Linked DNA regions of Rattus norvegicus: region 1 is linked to region 2. A link is a contact called in public Hi-C data. All regions are on one chromosome and are shown on one strand. Each heading gives the region's core, a stretch centred on a gene start, on an enhancer-like site or on the middle of the called end of the contact. The rest is flanking DNA. Distances are from core to core; before and after follow the strand shown.

Region 1 (5,208 bases), core at 83-2,582, 83 kb after region 2:
AAAAATTCTAAAAGTAAAGCCAAATTAAAAAAAATGTTTTGGGAATATACACATAGATATATATTTGCAGGCTTTCAATCTGCATCAAATTATAATATACTAAGGACGGAATTAATAATATACTAAAGCCTGAGTTCTGAGTCCCGGTTACATAGGCACATAGGATTATGTGTCTGAAATGAGTTTAGATGTCACAGCAGACTAATAACTTTAGGCAGTGTTCTTGCAGGTCTGGGATGTGAAGGAAAAGAGGTGCACTGACAGAACGAATTAAGGGATTACATTTCAATCGTGCCAACTGGGTGGACCTGGGAGAAAGTGATAGAATTCTCACACAACACATTTGTTTATCCCAGAGGCTCCATTTAAAGTCCAATTGTCATGGCAATCGTCCTGCTAAAGGTGAGTGCTTCCTCCCTGACCTGGCTCAATGAAAAGTGAAAGTGGAAAGTTTTCCCACCTGGGTCCAATCTCTCAACGCCACGGTTTCAGATCCAAACCCAGAGGCCAGAGTTCAGAAATGACGCTGGAGCGCTAGCGTACTGTGAACACAAACGCCACGCGCTAGCGCCGGACCTACCCCTTTCCTGCCCCTTAGGGAAGCTGTGTCACACCTCTCCCTCTATGCTAGTAGGTCAGATGGCTGTTCTCACACACAGCCCCCGGACCCTCTTGCCCTCCTTCCCACGCCACACACTTCCTGCCTCTTCCATCACCTCCACTGGCAGCTTCGGCTTCCCATTTTGTCTCTGACTGCTGTCGGGACTGGGACTGCAGTCTTAGGGAGGGAGGGAGGGAAGGAGAGGGACTTAGGGGCTTCCGAGTGGGATCTGGGAAAGGACGCTCGCAAAGCACACCATCCCACGTGCGGCCCTCGCTGACCACCTACGGCAGTGGGGACCCCGCGCGCTCCCACAGTGCGCGCCACTAGAGTTGGGGTTCGGACGGGGAAGGATCTGAGTCCCCAAGCCTAAAAGCACTTTTACATCAGAGCGGGTTGAAATCTCGGGGTTGCAGCACCGGGACCGAGTAGCCGAGTGTGCGCCAGCTCCGCGGGGCCAAAGTGGACTCAGTGGCGCTCAGACGAGGGTGGGGCGGGGCAAGCACTCACCAACCCCGTACTTCTGCCTCTTGGTAGGGATCCAACGGGCCATGGCGACGACTTCGCCCCGCGGCGCTAGCGGCTACAGCCACTCGTGCTCGGAGCGCCCCAGCGCCGGTCGGACTCCTCCGCCATGTTCGGGCAAAACTTGGGCGACTTTGGCGCGCCGGCCGCGTCCACGCCGTCCCGCCTCGCTTGCGCCCGGTGCCCCGCACGCACGCCCGCTCGCCCGCGGTCACCTGCTGGGGCCGGCGGTCGTGCAGCCCTGCGCGCCCTCCCCGGCGCCGCCTCGGCTCCTCCCGCTGGCCGCGCCCTCTGCGCCCCGGGGCCGCCCGCCTCCCCCGCCGGCTCCGCCTCGCCCGGCTGGAGCCGCAGCCGGGAGCCGCCCGCCTTGTCTTCCCAGCGTCCGCTCTGCGAATCCCCAGCGCTCCCGGGCTGCGCTGCGGAGCGCGGAGGAGGAGCTGGTGAGAGTTACTGGTCGCCTCCGGACCTCAATAAATATTTGTTGAATGAATGAGCCGTGTGCTCCCGCCTTCGCCTCCGGGAGCGTCTGCAGCAGCCCTGAGAGCCGGAAGCCGAGCTTCAAGGTCCGCAGGGAACTGTTGAAGGGGACCGGGGCGCTTCGGAAGTATCCAATCTAGGGGACCCTCTGTTAGGACACTTGACAAAGCTCAACTCTGGAAACCCCAAACACAGGGACTTATTTCTCCCAGTTGGAGCAACTCAAACTTTCACACTAGGGGAAGAAGTCTGCTCTAAGAGGTTCCCCTTTCCAAATGACTCCCTGCCCAGAAGGCTTCCTTGTGTGGAGGACGCCAGAACATCTACCACCCCTGACAATCCCCTTTCCGGGTCCTTTTCCAGCCTGGGACTGAGGACTCCAAAAGGCAGCTGTGTGTTGAACTGCTCAGGGGTGCGCTTGGCGCCCTCTGCCTGCGGGTAGACGCGCTTCCCCCTTGGAGAGGCCTTCAGAATGAAGTAGAAGCTACTTAGTAAAGGGACACCTCACACTTAGAAGTAAAATATCAAACTAACTAACCAGTTAGCTTCGCCATCTGAAAAAAAAAATACCTCATGCGGGAAATTGTGTTGTTTTTGGGATCTGTGAATGTGAAGGCTTTCTTGCCAGTTTGGAACCTGACAAGAACAGAACGTGTAATTAAAACACAGTAAAAGACAGTAACGCTTGATTAGAGATGAGTGAACTCTGGTGACTTTTTGCAAACCATGTCTGAATATTTTTTTTTAATCCTGGTTTTCCTCCTGAGAAAGTAAGTTATGAACTTGGAGCCCTGGTTGAAAGAAACATAATAGGTACCCATTATGTGCCTCGGCCGTCTTAAAGTGGTTCGGTCACAACTTTTTTAAATGTCAATTTTTATTCTTGATAAGGGCGAATTTAAAGTTAAGCATGATTACATAATGTGTCATTTATTCCCTTTGTAATTTAAAGTTACATGTTCATTGTGTACGAAATACTGAGTGCTTAAAAAATATAAAATCACCAAAGAATTTAAGCAGTAGGAAAACAACCAACCAAACTACAAACTGAGCTATGTACTAAACAGTTCTCAAAGGAAGAAATTAAAAATGGCTAAGGAAACACTCTAAAAAAGAAAGAAAAAGTTCCAATAGGAATCTATTTATAATACGCAGCAAGACTTATTTCCATCAGTGTAGACCTGACATCCACAAAGATTTCCACCATCTTCCCAAAATAACTTCTTGGTCAGTGACTTAACCACCCAGGTTAGATAATTTCTTCTTCCTTCCTCCATAAGTGACCTACTATGTGTTGGGCACTGTTCCTGGAATGGAGTTTCAGCAATGAGGTAAATGACACTCCTACCTTCACGCAGCAGTTGGAAGAAGTTAAGACTTGAAATGCATACCAAAGGAGGCTAGGCCCCCAGAGAGAAACACTAGCCAGGAGCGTGGGGAGTATGGGTGCCAGAGATTTACACAGACGCATCTGGAAAGACATCTGAGATAAGGAGAGACTGAAAGGCAGAACTACCGGAAGTGAGAATGACCCCATGATAAAAAAAGGGAAGTGTTCTGGACTGCCTGAAAGGCAAACGCAAAGGCCACGGAGCAGGTCTAACAGGCTCCAAACTGGCAGAGTCCTGGACAGTGAATGATGGGAGTTAGACAGGAAACTTGGTTCAAGAGGCAGAAGTAAAGGCCATGACCCGGACGAGGACTTCCTGTGTTATTACAAATTCTAAAGGTTTTGAGCTTGTGTTGGTGGGGATACCAGACACTTTCCAATTGTTTCTGCTGTGCTGTGAACCAACTCTAAAGGGCTAAGGGTGTCAGTTTAATGGAGACAGCCTGGGATGGTAGGCAGTTGTGAAAAGGGCCGGGAGTTCTAGACATAAAGTGAAGGGGGCGCCAACTAGACAGTGCCAGCAGAGAGGGATTCTCAGTGAAGCTTACTGGCCTCTCTGCTTTAGCAACAAGTGATTCTGGAAAAAGCATGGGGGAAAAAAGTGCTTCTATTTTGTTGCTTTTGGGTTTTCATTTTGCTTTGTTTGTTTGTTTTGTTATTTTGTAATCTTTTCTCACTCGGTATTCACATAGGCTCTATAAACCTTGGCTTTGGGGTGTGAGGAGCAAAGTATGACCCCGGTCTTGAACGACTAGTGATCACGGCTGCCATTTTTATTGTTGATCTTCCATGATATCATCCTTGTTCATATTCTGTTTTGGATCAAAGTTTTCCTTTGAATATTTTCAAGGACTTTAACTTCCTCACCCTTTCTCTGCTCAGCCACTGCTCCCCCTAGACCCTTAGGAGCTGTCAACCTTGGTCTGGAATATAGATCTGGGCTGCCCTGGAGCAGGAGCTACCCAGATTTCCCTCAGTCACCTATGTGCAGGGAAATGAATCTTTGTTCTTTAAGCAAGCTTCCCCCCTCCCCCAACATTTAATCCAGGCTAGAGTGTTAATCCGTTTACTCTGTGGAATTTGGTTTCAACCAGTATCATTTCAATTGATTCATGCTTTGGTGTCCTTATACGTTCTTTCCAAAACTCCAGGTTTGAATTTGAACTCAGGAGATTTCAGGCTTTGCAACCATTGATTGCTTTTAAGAGAGTTGGAGGAAAATAGAAAAAAAAAATCCAGTGTGTTTTTTCTTTTCCCTCTACTGACTGAAGTCCACCCACTTTTGTTATATCAGATGGTTCTATTCTCAGTTTGAAAGTCCACTTAAATCATAAAAGCGCAGCTATTCAAAGTCTTGTTATTAAAATGAGGTTTAAAATTAGACAGTTGACCAGATGGGTAGGTGGAATGACAGCATGTTTCCCAGAATTATCTTTTTCCTCTTCGCTGGTGTCTTTTCAGAAAAAAAGAAAAGAAAGAAAGATATCTCACAATTGCAGCTATCTAGATTCTAAAGCCCTTAAAGATTCAGCAACTCTTGGACACAAGAATACTGTGCTTTGGGAGCTCCAGAGACAGAAACGAGGAGAAATGAATTTCCAGGCTAGGCTAATTGACTTAAATTCTGTAGCCATCCCTGACAGTACCTAATATAGGATACCAAGACATCTGGACAGGGCTCTACTTTCCCCTTTAACCAGGTTTATTTTACAAGTTTGACACAACTTTCTTGTGAGAAGATATGGATTCTGTTAAGGACAGTTTTGTGGGTGTTGTTTTTTTTTTTTTTTTTTTGTTGTTGTTGTTTTTATTTTTTTCTATATAAGGAAATGAGTTGCTGCTAGAACTACAAGGAAATCATAAGGGATACTAGGGATGACTGGTTCTGAGCAGAAGTTTGTGGGTATTTACAGGCAAATGCAGTGGATCAGGTGATATGCTGGAATTTGGGACCCCTGAGCTGAATGGGCAAAGGGGCTCCTCTTCCCATCCCTGGAAACAGTTTCTCATACATCCCGGAGATTCTCACATGCCTCTATAACGCCAAACGGCACAGAGGCTGAGTATCGCTGGATCATTCTCAGGTTTGCCAGCTGGCTTTGTCTGGGGCGTGGACCCCAATTGTTAGGAAGACAATAATCATGGTTTTTATACGATTCCTTTCTTGGTCCCCCTCGTGGGAAGATTTATGCCTGGCCAGCACTTTAACCTTTTG
Region 2 (4,785 bases), core at 1,609-4,108:
TGACTGCTCCATTACATACAGAAGACATAGACGACAGAAGGGGAGGGGGGGCGGGAGGCAGACGCAGACACAGACACAGACAGACAGAGACACAGAGACAGGAGAGACAGAGAGAGGTGAAATGAGGTGGAGAAGACAGGGGCTGGGTAGAGACATAGCAAGAGTATGTTCTAATGGCTGCCATTATTTCCCTCTTGTTGGTCTTCTCTGACAATTCCAAAAACAGATTCCCAGGCAAAAACATCAATCAGTGCAGAACTGAAAACATCCAAGGTACTCCGGAGCAAAGCATAGATCTATAGAACAAAGGACTGGACCTACAGGTGTGGCAATGAGAGTCAAGGATAAGATTAGTAAATTTTGATAAAAATTCTAAACAAGTTCAAAGTTCAGGGGAACACAAAGGAGGAGGAGGAGGTGCCCAATCATCAGCAAGGTAAAACCCCTGCCTTCTCAGTTCCATTCTACACAGAATGTTCCCATTCCATTGTCTTACAAACTGAGGAGGGGGGGGAGGAATTAAATCTACCGACTTTGCCTTCCAGAACTGTTGGACAATAAAAGGTTTTTGTTTTTTTTGTTTTTTTTTTTTCCTTTCCTGTGACTCCTCCACTCCCATAGATTTTAGCATCTTCTAGCTGTAATTAAGGTATTATTTCCTATACTCTGAGACAGAAAGGGTTCAAGGGGCCCAGGGAATCCTCAGCATGAGGTGATGTTTTGTTTGGGGTACAAGCTCACAAGTTCTTGGTCTCAATTATATCAGACATTATCCAAGGAAATTTAACTATTGCCTGTCCATATCAGCCTTGTTCGACACGTCCGTCCCCCATAGAAGGATGAAGACAGCCATTATTCTCCTGCTCACTGTGCCAAATCAATTCTCAATAGACAAGCTGGAACAGGCCAAAGGAAGTGAACTCCCCCACTTACTTCAAGGAAATGGGCTTTGTTCTGGCTGCTTGGAGCTAGGCTGTCTACATCCTAGAAGCCCCTCCCCACTCCTCAGACACCTCATGCATTTTGTGGGGTAAGCATGTAAGGCCAGAGGAAGCTCCAGCACTCTCCAGTAGAATGAGTCTGTTACATTCTTCGTGTCTGTCCTGTTGCCTTCTTTGGTGGTTTGAATATAGCTTGTTTTCCCCAAGGGGACCTGTGTTGGAGGCGTGGTCTGCAGAGCCATGATATGCCAATGGCTGACTTTATGAGTGGCCCAGTAGGAGGTAATTAAACCACAGTGGGTGCTGCTCAGTGGAGGGGATTAAAGTCGGCCTCCTGGACTAAGCTAGTTCTTAAAACAAAAAAAAAAAAAGTATTCTTTGGTAATTTCATACACGTATACAGTACACCTCAAGCAAATCCTTTCCCCAGTCTCCTTCCCACCTTCATGATTTTTGCTGATTTGTAAACCCACCTCGTCCAGGTAACACAGCTTGCTGAGCAATGCTGTTGGCTTGGTCCTGAATAGGTTTGGGGCAAGTAGCCACAGCTGCTGAGTTCACGAGGGCAACGGCCATAGCACATCCAGAAGACAGCATTTCACACACTCCTCTCCATCCTTCTTAGATTATCTCTGCCCCCTTTAACAAGGTGATGTTTCCTGAGCCTTGGTGGCAATGGCAGTGTGTGTGTGTGTGTGTGTGTGTGTGTGTGTGTGTGTGTGTGTGTGTGTGTATGTGTTTGTGATACAGTATAGATAAGAATATAGAATAGTATAGACTTATAGATAGATATAAATCTATACTATAATATAGATGTCTCACTTAGGGTGAGCTCTCTCTCTCTCTCTCTCTAAAGAATTATTTATTTTATGTATATGAGTACACTGTCATTGTCTTCAGACACACCAGAAGAGGGCATCAGATCCCATTTCAGATGGTTGTGAGCCACCATGTGGTTGCTGGGAATTGAACTCAGGACCTCTGGAAGAGCAGTCGGTGCTCTTAACCACTGAGCCATCACTCCAACCCCTAGGGTGAGCTCTCAATGACAGCTTCTCTCAGCTCTTTGACTAATTGCTGACCACTGCAGAAGGCAGCTAGCTCACTGGCTAAGGCAGAGGACAGTATGCTTGTTCTTGATAGAGCTGTCAGGAAAGACTGTGGACCTGGACTCCAAATCACTCCCACCTCACCCTGTGAGGGACCCTCCTTGCACGCAATTCTATCGTGAAGCAACCTTCCTTGAACAGGGATGAACAGATACAGATGTCTGATCCTGAAAGTTCAGCTTCCAACACTGGGAGCAAAACCTTTTCTCTTTATACCGGAGCTGTGCTCAAGTGTTTTGTGCTAGGAGCAGAAAATGGACTAACAGGCCCTCCTTCCTGGCCTCTGGTTCCTACAGCCTACGTAGCCTGAGTCTGCCCTTTGCAGATCCTCTCCTATCTCTAGTCTTCCTTCACCAGGTTAACCTTTTCTGCATCATCAGCTACTGTCACAGCATTAAATAACTTCTTTGACCTTCACTGAAAAAGTCAGCACGGGGACTGGGGATTTAGCTCATTGATAGAGCAATTGCCTAGCAAGCACAAGGCCCTGGGTTCGGTCCCCAGCTCCAAAAAAAAAAAAAAAAAAAAAAAAAAAAAAAAAAAAAAAGAAAGAAAGAAAGAAAAAGTCAGCACAATCTTGAGGTTGAGTAGGAACCTGGGAACAAATCTGGTGGCTTCATCTTTGCACACAACAGCCTGGTTTGAATTTGAGTGAAGAACAGGCACACCCCAGAGACTGTTTTCTACCAGGCAGTATAGATATCCCTGTATCTCATGTGGTGTATTTGCAGTCCAGATGTTTATCCCTTTTCCTTCCTTGTTAGAATTTCTGGAGATTCTAACAAAACGAAGTCATAACAAAAGGCAGCTATGCCTCCCGTAGTGACAGGAATGTATAAGTCACCCAAGGAGGGTTTCAGAAATTTGGAGGCTCTTCAGATCATGACATTGATTGATTGGGTGCCAGGGAGGGAAAAAAAAAAACAAAAAACAAACCAAAGACACAGATTATGCTCACCTCCTCTCCCTCCTCTTCCATGGGGTTTTACGCTTTAGAAGGGTAAAGAGAACATATGAGAATGCTGGCTTCTGTTTCTAATTCTATCATTAATCTGCTTTGTGACTTTGGGCAAAGATCCCCGCCCGAAGTCATCTTCCAGCCTACGACAGTGTTGTTCGACTCACTTAATTCTACAAAACAACTTCCTGATTGGCTGTGCCTGGCTGTCTCACTTCTTTGCCTTGTTCTGCCCACTCAGCAGGAATGATACAAACATTCCCTGAGGAGGGAGCTTGGCAATAATCTCAGAAGTCTTTTCCAAACTCCTGGGTCCAGAATGAGCGTCAACTGGTGATCCAGCCATGGTTCCTGCTCATCCTCACTTCCTCTCACCACCCCGGAAAAGCTTTGCCTGCCTGGCAAAGTTTTGACTTTTAAGGAAAACATTCCATCATGTCCATGTCATATCCTGCTTCTTGACAAAGCCATATGGGAGCAGAGTTTGTAATTCAGGGATCACACGTCCTGCCCGAAGAGAAATTTGTTTTGGCAGCATACCAAAGGGAGGCCAACTAAATGTACCTCAGAGTGCCCTGCCGCAGCCCATCAACGACTGACTGTACAGAGACAGCTTACATCTACCTGGATGAACAGCCAACCATGGGTGTGGGGACAGGAACAATAAGTTACTCAGTGTGCCCTACACCTTCCCTACCCCTAAAGCAGGTACAATGGTTTATTTTGGAGCAACTTTCAAATGAAGACCAGTTTTTCTTAGGAAAACATATTAATATTTAAACTCCCTGATTCAACGGTGCATATTAATCACTCTTGTCACCAGACTCTCCCCTTTCTTCAGGAAGGAGGAATATACTCCAGCTCCAAAGCTTATAGAAAGAGTCAGCTGCCTCACAAAAACTTCACTGAACTTCCAGTGGGAAGAGGGGAGAGGCTCTGGGCTGCACCTCACTGAGAAAGATGATAGATGGTTTGCTTATGATAATCTAATTTCTCAGCCTTCCCAAACAAGTCCTATATTCGAAAACACTTGCCATTCTGTTGCCACAATACAGTCTGGCTGGGTGACTTTCAATTGAGAAAAATATCATCCCCATGACTTGGGATGTACGACTGTTCAAAAGGTAAAGGCTAGACAGACCTGGCTCTTACAGAAGATCCGAATTCAGTTCCCAGTCCCCGTGTCAAGAGTCCCCCAGCTACCCCTTGTGATTCCAGCTTGGGCAGATCAAAGCCCCTGGCCTTCACAGGCTTCCATATTCACATGCCCACCCATATACATGAGCACACACCTTTAAAAATAAAAAGTAGGGCTGGAGAGATGGCTCAGCGGTTAAGAGCACTGACTGCTCTCCCAGAGGTCCTGAGTTCAAATTCCAGCAACCACATGGTGGCTCACAACCATCTGTAATGGGATCCGGTGCCCTCTTCTGGTGTGTCTGAAGACAGCTACAGTGTACTCATATAAATAAATAAAGAAAGAAAGAAAAAGTAAACCTTTTTTTAAAAAAATGTGTTAACCAGTCAGGTATGGTAGAACATACCTATCTAAGCATTCAGGAGGCTGAGGCAGGAGGATCAGGAGCTCGAGACTTTTCTTGCGTGTAAAACTAACTGGGTATAGCTAATTGCTACTTTGGGTCTCAAAGAGATGCACCTAACCACATAGCAGTGGGGACTCGTATGGCAGTGGGGAGAGGTGCAACTGAAAGGGTAGAGGCCAGAGATTCCCTGGTCCTGTGTCAGCTGGGGAACACAAATCTCAGGCAGCAGGGAG

Evidence for each region. Hi-C and Micro-C count contacts between places; a contact is called where the count stands out from the background.
Region 1: a contact with region 2 is called in a Hi-C map of the Rat2 cell line, with 5 times the contacts expected there. The contact joins the promoter of Dock5 here to the enhancer-like site in region 2. A contact is called at or near these places in 4 of 12 Hi-C or Micro-C datasets (the Rat2 cell line, hepatocytes, kidney and 1 more).

What each region holds. Positions count from the first base shown.
Region 1 is chr15:46,332,710-46,337,917 of GRCr8, forward strand. It overlaps Dock5 (dedicator of cytokinesis 5), which reads right to left and starts at 1,333. Exons shown (of 52, transcript NM_001372012.1): 1 at 1,112-1,333. The coding sequence starts at 1,154.
Region 2 is chr15:46,247,798-46,252,582 of GRCr8, forward strand. All of the region lies in intron 5 of Dock5 (dedicator of cytokinesis 5), which reads right to left. Among named protein-coding and RNA genes, the nearest start is that of Dock5, 84 kb to the right of the region's middle. Within about 2 kb of position 2,859, at least 8 of the 93 cell types and tissues checked have an H3K27ac peak or open chromatin away from gene starts, as enhancers often do.